2 separate regions of the Mus musculus genome follow, and region 1 is linked to region 2. A link is a contact called in public Hi-C data. All regions are on one chromosome and are shown on one strand. The core of a region is the stretch at or near the end of the contact, and the rest is flanking DNA. Distances in the headings are between cores, read along the strand shown.

The links. A called contact is a pair of places that touch in the nucleus more often than the background predicts.
Region 1: a Hi-C map of the C2C12 cell line shows a contact between it and region 2, with 1.9 times the contacts expected there. The contact joins the enhancer-like site here to the promoter of Tcf12 in region 2. A contact is called at or near these places in 6 of 39 promoter capture datasets (cranial neural crest, embryonic stem cells, frontonasal cranial neural crest and 3 more), 2 of 484 Hi-C or Micro-C datasets (the C2C12 cell line and myocytes), 3 of 115 datasets of contacts at active chromatin or transcription factors (the SCID.adh cell line, embryonic stem cells and forebrain) and 2 of 9 other capture datasets (adipose tissue and embryonic stem cells).

Annotation. Positions count from the first base shown.
Region 1 is chr9:72,214,863-72,221,135 of GRCm38.p6, reverse strand. It overlaps a transcript of Gm27188 not described here. Among named protein-coding and RNA genes, the nearest start is that of Gm27188, 35 kb to the left of the region's middle. Within about 2 kb of position 3,360, at least 17 of the 459 cell types and tissues checked have an H3K27ac peak or open chromatin away from gene starts, as enhancers often do. A contact at or near this core is called in the C2C12 cell line and myocytes, where this site is marked.
Region 2 is chr9:72,109,820-72,116,609 of GRCm38.p6, reverse strand. It overlaps Tcf12 (transcription factor 12), which reads left to right and starts at 4,791. Exons shown (of 21, transcript NM_011544.3): 1 at 4,791-5,034; 2 at 5,776-5,872. The coding sequence starts at 5,798.

The DNA.
Region 1 (6,273 bases), core at 2,111-4,610, 110 kb before region 2:
AAGTATAAACAAGCCAACAACCTAGCAGATAAATGTATAGAGCGTGTGAGCGAGTTACGTAAAAGGAAACGCAAATGTCTCTAAAACATACATGAAAAGACCATCTCATCAGATTGAGAAGTACAAACCAACCCCCAGCCCAGCATGTAGGAAAAGATACCCAAGCTCGTTGGCACTGTGTAAGCAAGAGATCTTGGAAGGTGTGTTCATCCATCAAAGTTGTGAGCACACACTCTTTGCATTTGTAATTTTTACCTCTAGGAATTTATCCAGTGGACTATTTAAAATATGTGCAAACTGTTGTGAGTAGAGAGCCAGTCTTTGAAGCACTGTATATAAAAGCCAAAGCTTAGAAATCACTTAAATATCTATTAATATCAGCCTGGTTAAATAAATTATCACATAGCCACTCATCTGCTAAGGAATGGGGATAATTTCCCTTCCTTTCTTTCTTTTATAAAAATAATTAATTTTATCTTATGTGCATAGTTTTGCTTGCATGCATGACTGTGGGAGGGTGTCGGATCCCCTGGAGCTGGAGTTACAGACAGTTGTGAGCTGCCATGTGGGTGCTGAGAACTGAACACGGGTCCTGTGGAAGAACAGATACTGCTCTTAACCATGGAGCCCTTCCTTCAGCCCACCTTTTCTTTTCTTAACTGCTAAATAATAATAATAAGTTCCAAATATCGTTTAGTGAAAAACAAGCTAGCATGTATAGAGCGTAGCATAAAGTAAGCACATATTCATGAGTATTGCACTGAAGGGTGTATAAGATTTTGGTAGCGTTAGTTGTCTCTGGACGTGTCTAGACAGGACCCGAATAAACAGTAGGGTTTCCTACTGTATATTCTTGAGCTGTCCATACGTGAAACCACGAGTGCAGTATCTACTCGTAACTGAGTAAGCGGGCCCTGTGGTTCTGTTTGTGGGAGACCCGTGAGTCCCCTGGGCTAGGAGTGGCTAGGAAGGGTCCTTGTCCTGTGCAGCTGCTGACTTTCTTCAATGCCGCTCTGGGCTACCTGCCACCTTCTGCTGAGTCTTACCCCGCTCATATTTCCACAGGACTCTGCCGGGATGCTTTGCCGCAAGGCTTTGAAAACTAGTTTCAGAAACCTCCTAGGCTTTCACGCCTGATCACTCAGAACTTCATACTTGAAACAGCAGTCTTCATAAAATCTGTTAGCGGCTTTCTTAATTGCCTCGAACTTAGAGAGGGTTCCTTCTGTTTGTCTGAGAGCATGCCAAATTAGGAATTCTTTCCCAGCTAGGGTAAGCAACATTTATTTTCCTTTTCCTTTTCTTTTCCTTTCCCTTTTCCTTTTTTCCTTCCTTTTTAAAGCACTTTTTATTTATGTCTGCAGTGAGGTTGTTTGTTTGTTTGTTGGTTGGTCAGTTTTGGCCCCTCTACCCTGAATGCACCCAATCTCTCCTTCCTTCCTTCCTTCCTTCCTTCCTTCCTTCCTTCCTTCCTTCCTTCCTTCCTTCTTTCCTCGTTTCTTTTCTTTTCTTTTCTCTTCTGAGCAGGGTCTCCTTATATATTACAAGCTCACCTGGAAGTCCCTGTGTAACCCAGGCTGGCCTCAGATTCACTCACTGTTCCGCCTAAGCTTCCATGGTGCGAGCATTGCAGGCGTGCACACCCCATCCAGCCCACACCTTAGTTCTTGCATAGCACTGGAGTGGTCATTTAGAACTCTAGAAAAAATAAACAAACCAACTGGCCAAAGACAACTGGCACACCTTTTAAATTTTCTACCAAACTTTAGCTATCCTCTCCTCGGCTCTTAGAGGCTGGACAAGGCATACCTTGATTGTCCGGGCTCCCGAGCTTACTGGTACTTTCACAACTAGGAGTACACAGGTCACCCTGCAGGGTATTTCTAGGCTATTGCATGGCAGATTGCAGGAGTATCTTGACCCCATATTTTTAAACACACAATTTTTCATGAGGTAGAGATTATGGCCTCTTAATGAAATTTACTTGCAATCTCCTGATACCTTATTAAGCTTCCACCAATGACAAGGTCCCATTAGACCTGCCTAAGCTAAAGCCTATTTGATATTAGAACACAAGGAAAGGTCTCTGCCTAAGTAGATTACGGACACACAAATCAAGCAAGGCAGATTTCTAAACAAGGGAACCCAAAGCACAGAATTTGCATGCATTATTCATTCCTGCTCCGTGCAAACATGCAGATATTGCTTCGTGAACTTTGGCCCACCGTGCTTAAGAACAATGGTTAGAACATTAGTACAGGATCCCTCTTTCCATGGCTGCTGCCAGAGGGCTTGGAGGCTCCGAGGGGATTTGCACAGTGATTCCCTCCTAACACCCTCGGGAACCCAGTCTGAAATGTCACCCCTCCTAACACCCTCGGGAACCCAGTCTGAAATGTCACTTGGAGCTTTGTGAGCAGACTGGTTCTTTACTTCTGTGCGGCAAGTGTCTGCTCCCCGAATTCCTTCCCGCTTCCCTGCCGCCCCTTCTCCCACCGGCCTCTGGCTAAACGAATAACTTCTTCAGGTCATATTTCCGTGGTAAACATACATTTTTAATTTTCATCGAAGCTTAAACACTGTGAAGAAGCAATTCTGTGTGCTGTGCTCTGCTGGGCACTGTTAATGCCTCTGTGGTACTCGGCCATAGACACCTAGTTCTGTGATAAATTAAGTCTGTGTATATTCCAGGATGTGGTCTGTCCTTTGAGTCACATCATTCTCTCCCCCTGAGTTAGTTCCCTCATTGATCGTGTCCATGTCTGCATTCTATACACACACACACACACACACACACACACACACACACACACACACACGAGAGAGAGAGAGAGAGAGAGAGAGAGAGAGAGAGAGAGAGAGAGAGAGAGAGAAAGAGAGAGAGAGAGAGATCTACTATTGTCCTTAAAATTGTTCTCTGTGATTGCAAGAAGAGTGGGTAGGTGGGTAGTGTTCCATCAGGCAAAGCCTCATCAGAGTTCTAACTACTAGAAAAACCTGTGTCCTCTTCAGGCTGGAGCTCAGGGAAAGGTCCAACTAGAGACAGAGCCATTGCCTTACACACAGCACTGTAAGCCGTGGGTGGAAGGAGGTAAAAAGGAATGAGCTCAGATAAAGAAAAGCAGAAAACAGCTCTGGGGGCTTTCAGAGATTTCAAGAAGAAGGGGTTAGCAAGGATTCCCACTCTGTGAAATTGAAGAGTTACCAAAGGCATCTAGCCTCCCTGAAGCCAAGGAAAGAGAGTATGTTAGGGGTGAGAGACGAGGTTGGCTTGTAAAGGGTTTCTCTAGTATGTCCTGGGCTCCGTCTCCAGCACCCCGTAAAACCCGGCAGAGCAGAACACGCCTGTAATCCTAGCACTAGGGAGGTGGTGGCAGGAGAATCAGAAGTTGCAGGTTATCCTTGGCTACATACTGAGTCTGAGGCCAGCCTGGAGTACACAAGACCTGGTTTCAAAAACAAAACTAAAAAGAAAAAAAAAAGGGGGGGTGGGTGGGGGTGGGGGAGTACTTTAGCTTCTCTGTGCAACTCCTGCTGAGGACGTTGTGGGCGGCCCAGGGCTGCTAAGGAATTTGGCAAAACAGGAGAGGCACTCAGAAAGGCAGTGTTGGCGGAGGAGAAGGATCCAGTGGATAGCCTGGCACCTGTGGACACATGTCACTCAAGTCTCCTGCCACAAGGGGCGGACTTGACTGACAACCCCAGCTGAAGGGCCTGCAGATCCACCACTGGATTTGTGGTTAAGACCCAGTTTATCCAGCCAGTGACTGAACCTGGTTGGAGCGGGGGATTGGGGTGGGGGTGGGGTGGGGTGTGTGTGCAGACTCCTTGAACCGACAACTTTGGCTTAAAGATTCACCTTGAACCCCACAAACCTTCTGAGTCCTGAGATGGTTTGGGATACTTGCTCCTCTGTCCTTCCTTCTGCTTCTCCGTTCATGGCATCTTTATAGAGGTGTTCTCTTCCACTGTTCTGTGTGCTTTCTCTTTTACAGGCATGCCTTCCCCACCCCTAATAGATATCTTACCCATCTGACTCTTTCCTGAGATGACTATTTGTTTGTGTTTGTTTTTGTTTTTGTTTTTGTTTTGAAACAGAGTTTCTCTGTGTAATAGTCCTAGCTGTCCTGGAACTTGCTTTGTAGACCAGGCTGGCCTCCAAATCACATAGATCGACCTGCCTCTGCCTCCCGAGTACTGGGATTAAAAGCGTGCACATCATACCTGGCTCCTGATGACTGTATAAGAGTATCCTAACAGCAACAACAACAAATTCAAACAAAAGTCGGGGATTTCAACATCTTCTGATCTTCCCCCACATTTCCATTAGCACTTCAAAGTAAAAACAGGGCTTCCCAGAATAAACATGCTTCGGCACATATGGCTCCATTTGCCTCCACACCTTTCTATGAATCGGCAGTGTTACTGTCTGTGTAACAGACAGAGAACTGACATTGAGAGTGGTAGTGGATCGTCAGGGTCTCTGAGGGAAGACTGAGACACAAGGAGCCCGTGTTCCTTAGAGATGGGGTCACAGTTAGAAATGTGTAGTTCGGTTTGTTTCTGTGCACACTGTGTGGAGTGCACTTACACAAGCCTAAATGCTACGGGCCGCCTTACACTTCGCTGTATTACAGTCTTCCAGGACCCCATCACGCCAGAAAGCCATCCTTGGCTGGAATGCTGTGGCGTAGCTCATCTCTTGTATTTGATTCTGACTCCAAATTCTTTTTGTCACAGTACCCTGCAGCCCTGAAAACTGTAAGCCGAAACCCTCCTTCTTCTCTTAGTATGCTTCTTTTTCTGGTGGTGGTAGGGTGGTTTGAGATAGGGTTTGTTTGTGTAGTCTTGGATGTCCCAGAATTAGCTCTGTAGACCAGGCTGGCCTCAAACTCACAGAGATCCACCTGCCCCTACCTCCCAAGTCCTGGGACCGAATGCGTGCACCACCACTGCTCTGCCCCTTATTCTGCTTCTTTTCAGGTATTTGTTTGCAACAAGAGAAAGGGAATGTGCACCATTGTTCCTATGGCGGCATAGATGGGTCCTCCACCCTTCAGGACATGCTCCCTACCTGTGATGACAAATCTTATATACCACTGTTCACACTCCACAGTTGTATAGGACTGTCCCTAGCCACACAGCCACTATCTTCAGGAGTTTGGCTGGGTCTGTGCACAAAAGGTTATCTAGGTGGTCTTGTTGACTTAGAAGAAAAGGCAAGCAGGGTCATAGGACTTTCACTGTAGCGATCAGCCAACCCTTCTAACCAGTTGTGTGCAATTCTGCATGTGGCCTCAGTGTATAGATAGTATGGGCTGAGTGTATAGGTGGGGAAAGACTAGAGCCTTCTACACAGCTGTGGGGGAGTCATTATCCACACTGGGTGCAGGCCTTCCAGTGTGGCTGCTTTAAGTCACCACACTCCTGCCTGTCACTCCTCACCCAATCCTCTGTCAGTAAACCCTAATAAAATCACTGCCCCCCCCCAGAGTGAACTTGGGGGAGTCATACTGCTGTTTCTATTGGGACCTTAGTAGGAGCAGGTGGATGAAAGAATTTTTAGCAGAATCCCCCAACAGATCCCTTGTTTTTAGTGGCTGCTTTCTAATTCTAGAATAAAATCTAACCTTGTTGAGGCTCAGAACATGCTACCCCAGAATATGACATACTGGCAGGTTGAAGCATTGTGATGTCAGATGCAGTGTTCTTATGGGACAGTGAGTCAGGGTGATGGTGCAATGATCACTGTGATCTCACAGTGTACCATGTTGATGTCACAAAGGAGTGTTGTGATGTCAAGATGCATCACTGTGATGTCACCATAAAGCAGTGTGATGGCACAATGGGTTATTGTGAGTTCACAGTGTGCCATAGTGATGAAAAAAGGAAGTACTGGGAAAGCACAGTATAGCAGTGTAATGTGGCAATGGACCTCTGTGATGTCACAGTGCAGAGTTGCGATGTCACCACTGACCGTTATGATTTCACAGTATAACATGATAATATCAGAGCATATGCAAGACAGGAGAACTGATTTCACTTAGAAAATTATGATGAGGATGTAGCATTTCGAGAGGACAATGGGAGATTGTAATGGCACAATAGAGCCTTGCAATGATATTATTCAGCATTATGACATCATAATAAAGCATGGTTGAAGAGTACACAGTTGTGATTATGCAGTTCAGCATTGTGATGACATTATGAAACTTTTTAAATATCACAATGCAGCATTGTGATGGAACAAAGGGAACTGTGTGTGTGTGTATG
Region 2 (6,790 bases), core at 3,542-6,041:
TTTGGGTATCTGTTTACATTAAAGAAAAAGATAACACATGTTTATGATCGTCAGAAACAGAGTGAGAAGATAGGGGCAGTTAATGGTAAACTTTCCCATAGAGCCATCTGTTTAGGGCTAGGAGGTGTGCTCAATGGCAGAGCACTAGCATGTGTGAGTTTAACTTCTAGTACTGATTTTAAAAAAAAGTGAGGAAAGTGAGAAATAAAAAGTGTGGTGGTATGGAAAACTCTTGAACCATCATAAACATGTGTTTTGCATGGATGCACTAAGTAGGGAAGGGAATATGGAGATCAGAACCCAGGTCTTTTGGAAGAAGAGTAAGCGCTCTTAACTGCTGAGCCATCCCTCCTGCCCTAACCATTCACTTTCCAAGTGTTTATTGAAACTGAAATGTATGGCTAAGTATAATAAAACATTTGGTTTTTTTTTTCTGATGTTTGAATTTGTTTTGATTTTGATTTGTATGGATGGATGTTTTATGAAGTGAAAGAACCCGGTGGCAGTAGAGGGCATTGCATTTAAGATGGATTATTTGGGACCATCTCCTCAATTCTGGTGCTTTGCCTGGTGTCGGGACACAGACCTGCCATCCTAGTAGTTGGGAGGCAGAGGCAAGAGGAATGGGAGTTTTGAAGCCAGCCTGTACTGTATATTAGGTTCAAAAAGTAAAACCAAGCAAGCAGGGTTTTTCTGTTTTTTTTTTTTTTCTGTTTTTTTTTTTTTCTCCCTTTTTTTGATACAGGGTCTTTAGCTCGGACTGACCCCCTTCAGTCTCAGTTTCCATATACGGGGTTTCTACTCACCACCTGTCTTAGTTAGGGTTTCTATTGCTGTGAAGAGACATCATGATCAAGGCAACTTTTATACAGGAAAACATTTAATTGGGGTTGGCTTGCAGTTTCAGAGGTTTAGTCCATCATCATCATGGTGGGCTGCATGGCAGCGTGCAGGCAGACATGGTGCTGGAGAAGGAGCTGAGAGTTCTACATTTTGATCCACAGGCAACAGAAAAGAGATGGTACCACACTGGGCACAGCTTGAGCATATGAGACCTCAAAGTCCACCCCCACAGTGACACACTTCCTCCAACAAGGTCATACCTCTACCTTCTAATAGTGCCACTCCTTATAGGGCAAACATTCAAAAAGGAGTCTATGGATTCAAATCATGACATCACCCAACTCACTTTTTCCTGAAACCTGAATATAACATTTGTACAAGGCAATCCGATTATTTAAATGAGTATAAGTGATCCTAGGAAGGAATAGATAACTATTTTAACTTATTGGCATTCAAAGAGAAGATAAAGTGTTCATTACAAATTCTCAGGAATCGGGGAGATTCTGATAGAAAATAATGAGTTTATTGATGGTGATTTGTATACTCCATGTTACAATAGCTTGAACAAGCTCAGTTTTCAGTTGGTCCATGGTAGGAGTGCCATGAAGTAAAGGTATGACTTAATAAATTGTTACATAAAATTGTTTCTGTTTGCTTAAGGGGTCAGCTGCTCCCCCATGGAGCAGATAGAAAGAAGAGTTGTTAAGCACAAACCCTGCATCTTAGTAATACTAGGAGACCAGTCACTTTGTCTAATAGCAATTTGTTATACCCACTTCTAGCTTGACTTGAGTAGCTCTTTTCTCTTTCTTCTCCTCTGAGCTTTCTAGAACATTCATCTTTTAAAAAGGGGCCAAGGTCAAGTTAATTTCCCAAGGAAACAAAAAAGCCCACTGCTTTAGAAGCTTTTCTTTTGATTATGAATGTTTGTCAGGATAACTTGTTTATTAAACATATATGTGTTTCTGTGCAGAGCGAGATGGAAGCCATGCTGATAGAATTTCAGTGTCTGCTCATGGCAAGCTACAGTAGGACAGCAAAGCTTTTGAATGACAATCTTGTTGAGGACAAGGTAGATTTTAGACTTTTGGTTCCAAAAGCATTTAACACCATACCTTGACCATGTAAGAAATGTGTGCTAAATATTTTTTCAATATTTACTTATTGATATTAACTTAGTACTTACTGTTAATTAACAGGATTTTTGTTGCTAGTTCTTTCTCATATTCTCAATAGAATTCTAGCTCTATCCAGCATACTCAATAAATAATGTAATAAGTGCTATAAAGTTCAGATTAAATATTTTTTACATTTATTTACTTTGTGTGTATGTGTGTTAGTGCATGAACAACATACTATAGAATGTACATAGAAGTCCAAGGACAACTTTGGGATTTGGTATCTCCTTCAACCATGTACTTCCTAGGGATAGGACTCAGGTGGGGCCAAGACAAAAAACAAAAGTAAAAACAAAACCAACCAACTAACCAACCCCAAAATTATACAACAACAACAACAACCACCCCCACCCTCAAACCCAAGAAACAAATCAACCCACTTTGGGTTATGCAATATACCCAGCCCTAAAGCTCCACTTTCAATATTGAGTCTTCCATATTTTTCAGGAATAGATTTGGCCCATTATTGATGGGAATATTATTTCTTTATTTAGAAACACACAGATACCATTTGAAAGTATAAAAAATTTCATCCTCTAATTTCAAAATTCTAGCTCTCTTTTAAATAAAGCCACATGTACAGAAATATATTTACATATTAAGTAACTATAATAGAATGACTTGATATAGCTTAAAACAGAAGAAATAAATTCAGGTTACCATCAAGTCTAGTATCCTGGATACAATGCTAGGTGCTTATCAGTACCAACCCACAAGGAACTCACAATCTAATGACAAAACAACACACAAAATAAAATTGAATTTTCCACAATAGATATGAAAACCTTCCCCAGTCAGACTTTCAAAGTGAATCCTCTGATGTCCTCTAAAATAGCTGTGTGAGCAGTATAAGCTGCCTCTCCTTTGCCTTGGAAACAGCATACATCTCGCATGGTTTCATGCCACCCCTTCTTCTTGTAGTAATTATTTATCTCAATCAGGGGTTTCTACTCTGCTTTTGATCATTCAATTCTCAGACAAAAGACACACAACTTTTATATTTATAATGACCCTTTAATGTACTAGATCTGGTCAGATATCTACCTTCTAAGCTATTATGTCTACTTCCCTATCAATAACCCCGAGTTGTAACTTGCCACATTTCATCTGGCTGTCCTTAACTCCAAGTGGCCAGCTCTCATGGCCATGTTTTCATGATTCACCTACCCCATGGTGTGCTCTCTTCTCTCTACCTACTACCCTCTCCTCCTGGTTCCTGACTGGGAACCCCAAGCCCAAGAACCAAAACTCTGCCTATCTCTCTTCTGCTCATAGGCAGTGGGTATCTTTATTCACCAATCAGGGATAACTTGGGGACAAGGTTACCTAAGTGCAGATTCTCTCATCCCTGGGGGCAACCAGGCCAGTAGTTAGTATTACAATGCATAGCAGAAGACCAAACCTCAGCATCTTCCCTAGAGATTGTACCACAGAAATATGGCTTTACCAGTTACCTAATCAAATTTCCTGGTTGTTCTGTGACTGCTTTTTGCCTCACTTTTGTATACACCAAATTACGGATAACCAAACCCTGTTCATTTAATCAATGATGCTAGACTTGGCTCAGAACTGTTTGATTTATATTGGAAACATCATCAAAGATCAGATCTCTCCTTGCGAAGACTTTCTTCTTGTCTGTTTGATTTACTCTGGCTAGATCTTGAGTTTGGAAGATGACATTCATTTTTTTTTTTTATAGCATTTGCAAAAATGTTCTCAAAGACTTCAGCAAATTGCCTATTTGTATGTGGGTTAACCATCCGCTAGTCTTAGTTGGAAACGGGATCGTTATCATTTTTTAGGTGAAATCATGCTACTTTGTTTAGGATGGAGACACACTCCACAAGTTGCCAAAGCATGTATGTACCTAAGTGGGACTGGCTTTGGGGGTGAGTAGGCTACCATTAGTTCTGGAATGGTCTATACGGAGGTCCCACATATAAACCTTAATTTGCTTCTCTGGTTGGACAGCTCTGGTTGCAGTAAGTACAGCAATGGCACATTTAACTATCTTCTTTATATGAACTTCTGAGGCCAACGGCTCCTTCTTACAGTCAGGATACTCAAGAGTTGGCCACTGTCTTCAATTCGTTTCTTTGGATGCTTGTCTCGAGTGTTTCTTCTGCTTGGGCCTGGCTGGTCTTCTCTGTGCTCGCAGACCTCAACACAATCACCTTAGCTTCCCCTCAAGTAAACCTTAACTTCCAAGGCCGAATTTTTCCCCTTTTTCTTTGGGGCTTCTTCAGGCCAAGTTCGGAACTTGCTCATCAAGACTTAACTTCCTGGGGCTGTCTCTCTGGTTACAGCAAAGGCCAGGCGCAATCCTTTCCCAGAACTTGGTGTTGCAGCGCGGGGCTCAGGTGGGACGGCACGCTCAGGTGAGCAAGCTGATGAGCGCGGCGTGAGGGGCTTTGCGCTTTTCCCACAGAGTCCGCCCACCACAGCTGCGGCTCCACAGCCGGCCTCGCCTCCCGCGTCCGGCGTGGCTGAGCTCCGGAATGGCTGCGGGTGGCAGATCCAGATGCTGCCCAGCTGCGTCCCCGTCGCGGCACTTCGGGGCGCAGTGAGCTTGAGGAGACGGCCGCCGCCCGCCGTGGGCTTTGTCCGTCCGCCGCTCCGCCCCGCCCCGTGCCTCCCCGCCCCCTCCGCGGTCCCACTTCCTCGGCGCGGGAGGCGGGAGCGCGCCGGGCAGCGAGGGGTTAAGCCGACGCGCTTGAGGCGCGGAGGGATCCGGAGGCGAGCGGAGCTCGGTGCTGAGGCCGCCTCAGCGGAAAAAAAAAAAAATGTCCGCCTGAGGAGACCCACAAGTTCTATCGGGGGGACAGCCAGCCCGCCCGGGGAGCCACGGGCGGCTAAGCCCGAGAGCCGCCCGAGTCGCGCCGACTCAAGCACTCGCGGGGGCCCGAGGCAACGCAGCCGCCGGCGGCGCGTGGGGAGGGGGAAAGCCTGAGCCCGCGCTCCCGGCCAAAGTGAACTTTAATCGGGAAGGTTGGATGCGGAGCCCGGGCGGCAGGTAACCGCGGGCGGCGGGCGGGACGTGCGGAACTCAGGTCCCTTTGTACGGCGCGGAGCCCGGGGCCGCGTCCAAGTTGCGGCGCGCGGCGGGGCGGAGGCGCGAGCTGCGGGGTCCAGGCCCGGGCAGCGGCGCTCGGCCTGCGCGGCGCTCGGGGCTCGGCGCTCGGGGCCGGGGAGCCGCCGAGCCCGCCTCATTGTTCCGCGAGTCCGGGGCAGGGCGGCCCAAGTGGGAGGTGGAGGCCGGGCGGGAGTTTGCGGGGCGCGGACGCGCGTGGGGCGCTCTCAACCAAGCCGGGGACCCCCGCTGGGGACGTCCGGGCCGCAGACGCGGGCCTGCGAGCGGCGCGCTCCCCGCAACTTGTCAGCTCTATTGTTGCTGAGCGAGTGAGTCACTTGGTCTCCGGGTCGCCGCCGCTTTCTCGCTCCCTCGCTGGGCGCGGGCTCGCTCCGTACTCCTCCCCGGGGGCACCCCGAAGCCGAGCCACCTTGGAAACTTGCGGGAGCCACGGAGCCACGCGTGGGCTCCCGTGTCGGAGCGGCTTCCGTCACTGTCCTTCGGGTATGCGTGGGGATCTGGCGTGTCGCTCGGCGCCCCCCACCCCGAGCGCTGCCTCTCTCTCTCTCTCTCTCTCTCTCTCTCTCTCTCTCTCTCTCTCTCTCTCTCTCTCTCTCTCCCTCTCTCTCCTTCTCACGTCGAGCGTCCGGGTGTCCGCGGCTCAGCCTGTCTTCTCTGCCTTAGGACCTGCTAGAAGTGGCTGAAGATGAATCCCCAGCAGCAGCGCATGGCCGCGATAGGGACCGACAAGGAGCTGAGCGACCTGCTGGACTTCAGTGCGGTATGAGAGCTTTCCTCCGCATCTTGGGGTTCTGCTGAGGTTTCCCGAGATCGGGAGCAAGAGAGAAAAGGGGGGAAAGCGACATGGCAGCGGGCAACTCCATCTGCTTTTCAGCGCTAGTTCTCAGGGCTGGAGTCCAGCTCCCCCAAGTTGGACACCTGAACTTTGATGTAATGTCTAGACTTGCAGATTTCAAACTTTAATGCCAGAGGGGTCATTTGATTTAACTAGTTAAAAGAAGAACAATGTAATCATGAGCTCTGGTTGAGTCACTCCCTTCTGATAATTATTAGAGATTTTAGACTTTATATGAAAGAAAAAAAATATTTTTTTTCCTGAAGACTTCTCAGCATTTCCCTCCCCACGACTTCATTTAGCCTGTGGTACCTGAGAGATGCCAGCTTCAAAAAAGCCAACCCCAGCGCTAGAATTCCCAGCCTTGTGAGCTGACTGCTTTAAGTATACATATGCCGTCTGCATATGTAATATGGAAAATGATTTAAAAATAAAAGGTGAAGCTATAGAGCCCATTGCCCTTATTTCTTACTAATGGATTGAATTTCAACGTTAACTGCTCCTAGAAGGCAGGGCCAATACCTGCTGTATTAGAACTGTTATTATCTTTCCTGTATGTGGTAATTTCATCGGACATGATTCTGATTGCAAGTGCTTATTAAGTAATGTTAATGTAATGAGAATCACTTAGGGCCAAAGTGAAGATCATGGGTAAAAATTTACTGTTTAAACTTAATTATCTTGTAATCTTGCCTGTGGCTGGGTTTTCATAGCAAATGTCACCGGTTCTCTCAAGCAATATTAGTAAATAATATCACTTGTTATTGCCAGCCTTGGTCTGAATGGGTCTTCCATTTTTATTTCAAATTCTCTATGAAAATTAGGAACCTAATTGATGACACT